Regions from separate parts of the Mus musculus genome. Here region 1 is linked to region 2. Evidence: chromatin contacts called from public HiChIP or PLAC-seq data. All regions are on one chromosome and are shown on one strand. The core of a region is the stretch at or near the end of the contact, and the rest is flanking DNA. Distances in the headings are between cores, read along the strand shown. Region 1 holds the start of Thsd4 (thrombospondin, type I, domain containing 4). Region 2 holds the start of Nr2e3 (nuclear receptor subfamily 2, group E, member 3).

The links. HiChIP or PLAC-seq counts read pairs in DNA pulled down with a chosen protein or histone mark.
Region 1: a contact with region 2 is called in an H3K27ac HiChIP or PLAC-seq map of embryonic stem cells, with 2.6 times the contacts expected there. The contact joins the promoter of Thsd4 here to the promoter of Nr2e3 in region 2. A contact is called at or near these places in 7 of 39 promoter capture datasets (cranial neural crest, embryonic stem cells, frontonasal cranial neural crest and 4 more), 2 of 484 Hi-C or Micro-C datasets (cerebral cortex and uterus), 5 of 115 datasets of contacts at active chromatin or transcription factors (embryonic forebrain, embryonic stem cells, kidney and 2 more) and 3 of 9 other capture datasets (adipose tissue, embryonic stem cells and pancreatic islet).

What each region holds. Positions count from the first base shown.
Region 1 is chr9:60,508,014-60,513,035 of GRCm38.p6, reverse strand. Thsd4 (thrombospondin, type I, domain containing 4) reads left to right here and starts at 2,001. Exons shown (of 18, transcript NM_001040426.3): 1 at 2,001-2,195.
Region 2 is chr9:59,947,315-59,952,527 of GRCm38.p6, reverse strand. Nr2e3 (nuclear receptor subfamily 2, group E, member 3) reads left to right here and starts at 2,449. Exons shown (of 8, transcript NM_013708.4): 1 at 2,449-2,740; 2 at 3,220-3,346; 3 at 3,500-3,603; 4 at 3,704-3,925; 5 at 4,008-4,165; 6 at 4,975-5,213. The coding sequence starts at 2,644. Gm7616 (predicted gene 7616) reads right to left here and starts at 1,232. Exons shown (of 3, transcript NR_168957.1): 1 at 981-1,232; 2 at 685-757; 3 at 125-237.

The sequences.
Region 1 (5,022 bases), core at 752-3,251, 560 kb before region 2:
TCAGTCTCTCTGTCTCTCTCTCTCTTTGTTGTTCAACCATTTGAAAATGTGACCCTCTCTTCCCCCTAAATGGCAGGCAGTCAGTCAGGCTTGACCCATGCCTTCCAGTCTAGTTCCACACACTATTGAAAGCCTTTTCAGTGCCAGGAAGAGTGACTGTGAACATCGGGTGAGTAATTTGTATTGCTGTTGTGACAAAATCCTTGACAAGCAGTTTCAGAGAGGAATGGGTTACCCAGCTTAGAGTTCAAGAGGGTGATTCCAGGGTGACCAGGAAGACACTGCAGTAACGAAGGAGTGACAGCAGGGGTAGGAAGCTGGATGGTCTCTTTGCACCCACAGCTAGGAAGCAGAGCCACCCTGTAAGACCCCAGGGCCCACCCACAGTAGCCTGCTTCCTCTTAAAGTTTCCACCACATCCTCAAACAGCACTACCAACTGGGAACCAAGCTCAGATACACAACTGTGTAGACGTATTACAATTAAAATACAGCAGTGCCCCAGGTAGTCTACAAAAATCATAGGTGTTCCAGTGTCCCTAAGAATCTAGTTCAAGTCATAAGTTTTAGAAAAAAAAAAAAGGTTATTTGTGAGCTTGGGTTATACAACTTAATGCAATCGCCATAATACAACTTGCTATACTTTGAGTAGTCATTGTAGTGAATAATATATATATATATATATATATATATATATATATATATATATATATATATATATATATATGTATGTATGTATATATAAATAGACTTTCAAAATTCTTAGCATCAATGACTTTAGTGATATACTATACCTTTCCAAGATTCTGCCAACTGCAGATTGAGAGTGTGTGTGTGTGTGTGTGTGTGTGTGTGTGTGTGTATTGAAAAAGATATATGTTTGCTTGTTTTTCAGGATGATTTCTCTGTGTAGTTCTGGCTGTCCTGGAAGTCACTCTATAGTTCAGGCTGGCTTCACACTCAGACATGGCTTCTGTCTCCCATGTGCTGGGATTGAAGGCTCATGCCACCACTGCCTGACTCAGATTGAAAATAGTTTTAAAACTTTATATCAGTATTGAATATGGTCAGACCTTGATTTTTGTCTTTATCTACTAGAGATAGATGGTACACTGTCCATTTACCTAACATGTACAGTACATGAGGCAGTATAAGTAATCCAGGGATGGTTTAAAATGCCCAGGCAGGAGGATGAGCACAGCTCATGCCGTACCATGCCATTTATATAAGGTAGTCTTTTGCATAGTATCTGCAGTGTGTGAGATAGTATCAGTGCCCCCAGGAGTAATTTAAGGCATATGGGAGGATGGATATATATATGTGTGTGTGTGTGTGTGTGTGTATGTGTATGTATATATATATATATATATATATATATATATATATATACACACACACATACATACATACATATATATGTTATATACAAATACCATGACATTTTATATGAGGGACTTGAGCATTCATGGATACTGTTGTTGTTGGCGATGCTGACAAGGCTAAGAATATTGATGGGTAAATACACTGTATCCTGTTCTAGTTCCCAATTAAAAGGTGTTTTTCACATTGCTCTCTTGTTGTATTTGATCCCGGGAGTCCAGTAGTTCTGACTCCTCCCATCCTGATGGTCTGTGGTATGGAATTAGACTCGATTCTGCCTGAATCCAGCAGGGAAGGGCACGGAAGGCACTCCCAGGCTTGCATTTGGCACATGGTGAATGCAGGATAAACTTGTTCCCTCTTCTCCCAACCCGACTCAAAAGTCCTGTGTTTTTTGGTCAGCTCCAAAAACACGCTGAGCCTCTTTGAGCTTGCTTCCCTGGTTCTTTCCACATGCAGTAAAGTCACTAACCTTTTTAAATGGAAACAAAAACAGAGGCTGTTGGAAAGCTGAGTTCCCCGCCCGGGTCACCAGCTCTCCCTCATTGGACAAAACACAGCTCTGTGCAGACTGCTGGTTGGGGCCAGAGGAGAGGCCCCAGCTCCGGGGACCAAGGCTCCAGCTGGGTGCAGACCCGGCTCTCCAGACAGGAGACAGCAGGCCTGCTGACTGCTTCCATCTCCACAGCTCCTGGGTGGATCTTGGTTTCAGAGATTCCTATGGGCAGAAAAGTGGGATTCTTTCCAGATGGGAGACCACCAGCCCTGAAGGTGACTGCGAGGCTGTGGTTCTTGGCTCCCAAACCTGCTTTCACTGTATGTGTTGGATGGAACCCCGACTTGAGCAAGCGTGCGTTTGTGTTGTTTAGGGGGCGATGGCGCATGTGTGCTTTCTGGCCTGGGGGGGTGGTGGTGGTAGGATGTGAAGGGAGGCAGCTGTTGTCCTTTGGCCAGGGAGGGTTTTTCTCATTGTTTTGTTGGGCAGGGGGCTGGTGTCCTTGGGCAGAGAGCTCTTTGGTGTATAGACAAGTGGTCTTGGCGATGTGGGCCTGAATTTTGAGTTCTCCTTTGGCATTGGCTTGCCGTTTGACTGCCAGAGTCATTGCCTATTGTTGTATCACTAATTCTTCACTCCCGAATGAACAGCGATTGACTAGATCACTGAGACAGGCGTGGATATTTGACCTTCGCCCTTACCCGGCAGTGATACGATGTTTCTTCTCTTTCCGGAGAGTGGTCGGTTATAAGGACCTAAGGGACCACCACCCACAGAAGCAACGTCACACATCCCCTCTTTTCTGCTCCTGCTTGTGGCCTCGATGGGGACCACACGAGGACCCGTGCACCTGCTTTATTTCATCCTTCCCCTCCCAGCAGAGAAACGCTCGTGGGGATCTGATGGAGATTGGGAACTACCACATCCTGGCCAGAAGTACTGGTGACTCCCCCTTCCTCAGCAGAGACCAAATGGGGACTTAGGGTTTTGTCTCTGGCTGAGCGTGCTGAGGGAAAAGCCCCTCCAGGACTTTAGCATGTCAAAAGAAGACAGTTAAATGGAGGCTTTAAATAAGAGCTTTGTTCATAGCACAATGCCTATGATGTGCAGGGTTAGCACAGAAGCAGTCACGAGAACCAAGCAGGTCTTCTGCTGAATGAAAAAGGACAATAGGTGGAGGCCAACACTAAGCTGACAGAGATGTTAGAGATACCCAGTGAAGGTTCCATCATGAAAGTGCCTCAATAAATAATTATCTATATGCTTGAAATAAATAAAAAACATCTTAGTAAAGAAAAAGAAGACTCTATTATCCATCAATTATCTGTCAATCTATCTGCCTATCAAACATCTGTCTACCATCTATTATCTATCCATCTATCTATCTATCTATCTATCTATCTTATTCATTCACACATAAATCAATCAATTATCTGTGTCCACCATAATTTACTATCTATCTGTCTATCAATCAATCATATGCTATGTATCTTTCTAGTTGTCAATTATGTATATCTTGGACTTCTCACTATCTGTGTAATGCTGGGATTGAATCTAGGGTCTTACACATGATAAGTAATGTTCTGCCACTAAGCCCTGGAAATTTTATTTCTAAATATTAAACTTATTACAAGTTAACAAGCTGTAGTAATGCCTGATTCTTGGGTACCAAGGGAAGTGTTTAAATCGAGTTAATTCTTATTCATCTCAGATGCTTGTCATTTTCTGCAGAGGGGACATCTGAGATGGCCTCAGTGAGTATGAACTGTCTACTCTGCTGCTGTTAACTGCTCACTAAACTATGCCATAGATTAAACAGGGACACTGTCTGTACCCTTCCATCTTCTCTTCCTTTTGTCTCCACTCTGCTACCTTTAACCATCATTTGCACTGTGCTTCCATGAGTTGAATGGCTTTAGAATCCACATGTAAGTGAGAACATGGGTGTGCCTTCTTGTGTCTGGCTTATTTCACTCAGCATAATATTCTCAAGTTCTATCCACGTTGTCGCAAATGACAAGGTTCCCTTCCTTTTTAAAGGCTGAGTAGTGTTCCACTTAGCATTTCCTTATCCATCCCTTGGTTGAGGGCATTCGCATTCATTTCTACATCATGGTTATTGGGAAGAAGGCAGCAAAGAGCCTGAGAGCTCATACATCTCTTCACTAGACAGATTAAGTACTTAAGAATAAATACGACAAGAGGAATTGCTGTACCAAACTTTCTTTGCAGCTTTTTGGGAAACTTCCATACAGCAGTACTTCATGATTGTTGCTCTAAATCCTGCTCTAACTGGTATCATTTGAAAGTTCCACCCCTGTGACTCTCAGCCACAACTGCCATCTTGAGTCTGTTTGATAGTCACTATCCTGACATGGGTAAGATGGAAACTCATCCCTGCTGTAAAGTTCCGTTTCCCAGTGATTATAGTTGTTCAGCGTCTCTTCATGTTCTCTTGAGTGCCGCCTATCAAGGCCCTTCGCCCGCTTCTCACCCTTTGTTGTTGTTGCTATTGGGTGGAGTCCTGTTCGTATTTTGGATATAATCCCATCCGAGATTCAGGGTTTGTAAACATCTTCTCTTAGTTCACAGGCTATCTTTTCACACCGCTCCTTTTCCCTTTGCTTGCAAATACTTTTGTGTTTGCTGTAATCTTATCCATGTTTTTGTTTTGTTGCCTGTGCTTTGGGGATCGGATTTTAAAGAGTCATTACTCACAGCGATGCTATGCAGTATCTCTGCGATTTATAAAAATAGTTTCTAGTCTCAAGTTTTTCATTCTGCGTGGGATTTTTAGAAGGGGAACACATAATAACTGAAATCAAGTCTCACTGGATGCACTGCCTAGGAGAGTAGAGGCAGGAGGATTGAAGATGTAACTAGTTATCCAAGTTGAAGCACAGAGAGAAGCAGACCTGGGCTAAAAGTCAGGTGTCTGTAGGACTATAACAAAAGATCCGAAGTCTGTGCTTGTGCAGTCCCAGGAGAGAAGAGAGTAGACAGGGCCAGAGGCTTCCCGGATGCAGTCATTCCCAAAAAGGTTTTCAGATGTAGCATAAGACGCAACCTCAACTCACAGAAGTCTAGCACCAAGACCCATAACAGTCAACTTTCGATTTGGGGGACAATCTCTTGCTGGGTAGCCCA
Region 2 (5,213 bases), core at 1,200-3,699:
TTTCAACATTAAGGACACAGTTGGACCAGATTCAGCAGTAGGGAGCGGGCGTGTTGAGAGGACACTGAGGGTCTTGAAGGATGGTCAGGGATGAAGCTGGGAAGCAGGAGGGGCACCCCCTTACCCACTCTACTTGTTTGCTCTGCCTTCAGGGCATTCTTCAGGGCTTGACCAGAGGTAACGCCCCATGGGGAAGGGATTGCCTCTCTCCTGTGGTCAGTTTCTCCCAGCACCTGCCTAGAACACACACCTGGTGGGGTCAAGTCTCTGGGCTCCCTGAGGCCCAGCTGGGGGCTACCCTAGGACTTTCTCCCTTCCTCGGTCCTTCCTCTATACCGTCAGCCCCAAATGAGGCCCAAGTCCACCTGGGAAAGAAGCAAACGACTCTCTTCGGCACTGGCCTCACCCTGCCTCCTCCCTCTACCCTAGTAACCCTTTACAGTATATCTCCCATCCCCCATGCCCCAGAACACATACACCTGCTTTAGAGATGAAGAAACAGAAGTACACAGAGCTCAGCAAATAAAGTGCCAGGCTATGTCCTTCAGGCCCTAGGTCCTGCCTTCATCTGGCCCCTCCTCTTGGTCACCCAGGTGTTTCCCTGGAGACGCTGGGATTTGCATCCAGCTCCATCCCTGCTTGCCTCTTTACTGCTCCATAGCTGTGCAGCTTGAGGCAACTTACCTCCCCACTCTGGGCCTCTCCGACTCAGTCTCCTAGCTGTGAGGCCCATAGTGGCAGCTTCTGTGTCGGGCCACTGTGAGGTGTATGACAGTGGTGGTTTGTGTGAGAAGTCTCTAAACTCTTCCCCAGAGCACTTTACCACTGAGACTCTACCTTTGACTCCTCCTACTACCATACCCATACCCATAGGTCCTACATTGCCCTCTGCACTGGTTCATCCCAACCCTTAGCTCAGCCTGGCCTAGTCTGCCCCTTGTACATGACTGCACACCCCCAAGTTCTTGGACCCCACTCACATGTCTATGCAGGACAGTTGGGGATGAGTGGGATGTCGGGGCATAGATCTTAGGTGTGGACAGAGACTGGTGAGAAGCTGTCACGAAGCTGTCACAGAAGACTGCCCGCGGAGAGGATGGAAGGCTTGCTAAGGTGACTTGGATGTGGGAAGCAGATGGCATGTCTAGAGTACAAATCTTGCCCTGAAGCCCTGACTTGGCTGCTAAGTGGAGCTTCAGGCCTTGTCTGAAGCCTTGTCCATGAAGGTTCCTAAGGGGCTGGGGACAGACAGGACATATGAGAGGCTCCTGTCCTCAGCGGATCACCCTGCAAAGCCCCTGAGCTGACTTTCCAAATCCCCAATAGTGCTTCCCTGTCATAGTGAGGGTTAAGCCCACTTAGGAGGCCATGCCCCACCCTTCTGTCCTCTTAACTCCATGATCCCTCTAGATGCTCCCAGGTTCTAACACGGGACAAACTCGTCCTATCCCACTGTGAGGCAAGGGCAGATGGGGATGGGCATCTCTTCCTGCACATCAACACGCTATTTCCCATTCATTCGGGCCTAGGGAGAGGATGGTAAGGGGCAGAATAGCAGGGACAGGAAAGGATGTTCCCTGGTGTTGCTTCAGTCTTCTTTGTTAGTATCAGGCACCAAAATACATTATGGGAATCATCTAACGTCATGTTCCCAACTACAACCTAAGACAGGCATTGTATCACACCAAGAGGAGGAAACTGAGGTTCGGAGAGGCTAAGTCACTTGCTCAGTGAAACATGGCCCACAACAGGGCAGAAGCATGCATGGAGGTGAATCTGTCCTTACCCTAGTCTCTCTTCCTCTGGGAGTCAGGTACCAGGAGACACAGACGCCTACTTCCTGAGCTGTGTCCTACCTCATTGCCCCATGGGAAAATGTCCACAAGCATCTCCTCTGCCCCCAGCCTGCCCAATACCCTCTGCTGGACCTGATCACAGAGACATATAGAGATGTGAGTCTTCCGTGGGGCAAGGCCCCAAGCCACAAGCCCCAAGCAGTCCTTCATTAAGAGACTAAGTCGAGAGCCACCAGGTTAGAGGGTGAGCATCCCAACGTGAACAAGCAACAGAGGCAGAAACCTACACAGACACGGTGATACATACACGGTCACACATGCCTCGAATACATGGCAAATGCCACAAAAAACATTTGAAGTCCCTGGGTAGGTGGGATGTGTAACACCCTCCTCACCCCCATTAAGATTTGTCATTGAATAATAGACAGCTGAGAGCATGTGGTCTCAGCCAAGCTCCTTGCTCCCATACAGTGTCAGTAAGGACAGCAAAGGATGGACCGACCCCCAGGCATGTTAGGCAGCCTAGGAATCAGGGCTGACTGGCTCCCAGGGGCACCTGGGTAATGCTGCAGGTGTGGTCAGTTGATCCCCTGCGGAGACAGTAAAGATTAAGAGGATCATACACTGTGTCCAGCGCTGTGCTGGCAGAAGTCTGGACCCAGAGCCAGGGTGGTGAGAACGCTTCAGAAGGAAGAAACGCTCCTAACTTACAAGGCAAGGGAAGTAGAGGAGAGACAGGCACAGACTGAAAGACAGACAGACAGACAGACAGGGGTTAAAGATGGATGCATCGGTTGGGCCCAGCAACTTCTAGCAAGCAGGCTACCCTTAGGACCATCCATATCCGATGAGCTCTACAGTGGCTGCCTCCACTATGCCTGTGTCTGTGGCGGCCTCCAAGAAGGAGTCTCCAGGTAGATGGGGCCTTGGAGAGGATCCAACAGGTATGATTTTTCTGGAGGTGTGGTCTGGACCTTTGAGGAAGAGAGTGTAAGCAGTAGGTTCAGAGAGCCACGAGCGAGCTTGAGCCACATAGCCCCAACCCCAGGGCTGTGAGCAAGCATGAGAGTCTGCTGGCAACCCCAGAGTCCTAGAAACTGAGAGGCCAGCAGAGCAAGACCCAACAACTGGCTGCTGAGGCAGGAAATGGGTGCTCTTGAGACACAGAGAGATCTCGAGAGAGGCTGCAGCCGCCCATAGGGGAGGAATGGGGCTGGGAAGGTGGAAGCCATGGAGGGAAAAGAGAGGGGAAGGGGTGGGAGCAGAGGTTAGGATGCCACAGTGAGGAAGCTGCTGTTTCCGGTGGGAGTCACATGGGCAGATCTAGTTTGAGGAACGTGGGAACCTATGGACCGGAGGGAAAGGGGGTGACTAGGGGAGGGAGTGGGGAGCTATCTCAGTTCAGCCCTGCCTTCTTGCTCAGGTGTGGGCCCCTCGCTCCAGTGCCGAGTGTGTGGGGACAGCAGCAGTGGGAAACATTATGGCATCTATGCCTGCAATGGCTGCAGTGGCTTCTTCAAGAGGAGTGTGAGAAGGAGGCTCATCTACAGGTGCCACAGCTCTGCCGGCCTGCCCCGGTGTGCCTAGCACGGGTGGAGGGCGTTCAGGGAAAGCGGAAGACGAGACCAGGGCAAACATATCCCAAGTCAAGGCCTAGAGTCAGGGCATGACACTGCCCCCCCAGGAGCTCGTGTCCTCTGCAGGTGCCAAGTCGGGGCAGGGATGTGCCCAGTGGATAAGGCCCATCGCAATCAGTGCCAGGCCTGCCGGCTGAAGAAGTGCTTACAAGCAGGCATGAACCAAGATGGTGAGTGGTGGGCACGGTGAAGTGGGAAAGGCAGGAGAGAAAATGGCATCACTGCCAAGGGGCAGGTGCGTGTGTGTCCTGAGTCTCCCTGCTTTCCAAGCTGTGCAGAATGAGCGCCAACCTCGGAGCATGGCTCAGGTCCACCTGGATGCCATGGAAACAGGCAGTGACCCCCGATCAGAACCAGTGGTAGCCTCTCCTGCTCTGGCAGGGCCCAGTCCCCGGGGCCCCACGTCTGTGTCTGCAACCAGAGCCATGGGCCACCACTTTATGGCCAGCCTTATCACCGCCGAAACTTGTGCTAAACTGGAGCCAGAGGACGGTAAGTGGGAAGGCAGTGGGCGTGGATACTCACACCGGCTCCCACAGAGCAGCCACTGAACTCCAAACCTCCTCCTCTGCAGCTGAAGAGAATATTGATGTCACCAGCAATGACCCCGAGTTCCCCGCATCCCCCTGCAGTCTGGATGGCATCCATGAGACATCTGCTCGCCTGCTCTTCATGGCTGTCAAATGGGCCAAAAACTTGCCTGTGTTTTCCAACCTGCCTTTCCGGGACCAGGTACACAGCACAGCCTGCCTGCTGGAGCTGGGCCAGGCACAGTGAGCAGTCAGCTTGGGGAAACATGGACCCCTGGGCTGGCGAGGGATGGAGACTTACATAGTTTACCTTAGGGTACTTGTGTCTCTGAGCTGGGGGGCGGTGGTGGTTAGGGCAGTGACAGTGGAAGTATGTTAACTCCCCGAGGAAAAGATGCTAGCCAAAGATGTGTGGAGCCCAGAATGGGATGCAGAGTGGGACCTGTGACTCTCTGGGCCCCATTGCCTTTTCTTCTGTGCAAATTGTCTGACCTGTAGCCATTCTGTGTGAGACAGGAATCAGCATACCCTGAACAAGGAAGTGGTTGACTGTGAGTTCTTTAGAGTAGAGGCTCCCTGTGATTTCAGGCATGAGTGTCCCCCAGCCTTTCTACATCTGAAAAAGAACGCTGAGCTTCTAATAGGCTGGCAGAGATCTCACAGTGGTCCAGGAGAGAGTGGTCCAGAGGTGCTGAGCCCTCAGCCCAGCTATGTGTTTAGAGGGAACGGCTTGGAAGAGTCAGCCAGTCTCTTGAATTCTCTCAGTGTGGACACTCTGGGCTCATCTTGAGGCTGCCCAGCATCCCTAGACTTACCCTGAATGGCCCAGTCACAGGGCTATCCTGGATAGAATCCATGGAACATCTGAAAACCTGGGTAGCTGAGCCAGAGCCTTTGTAGGAGAAGGTTCTAGGCACCTCGAGGGGCTCTTCTGCTCCTGGCCAAGGTGGCAGGCTGGGAGTGCCGGGAGCTATGCACCTGTGCTGACACTTGAGCCCTCTCTGATCACAGGTGATCTTGCTGGAAGAGGCATGGAATGAGCTTTTCCTTCTTGGAGCCATACAGTGGTCTCTGCCCCTGGACAGCTGCCCACTGCTGGCACCACCTGAGGCGTCCGGCAGCTCTCAGGGCAGGCTGGCCTTGGCCAGTGCAGAGACGCGCTTCCTGCAGGAAACCATCTCCCGGTTCCGAGCTCTGGCAGTGGATCCCACAGAGTTTGCCTGCCTGAAGGCCCTGGTCCTCTTCAAACC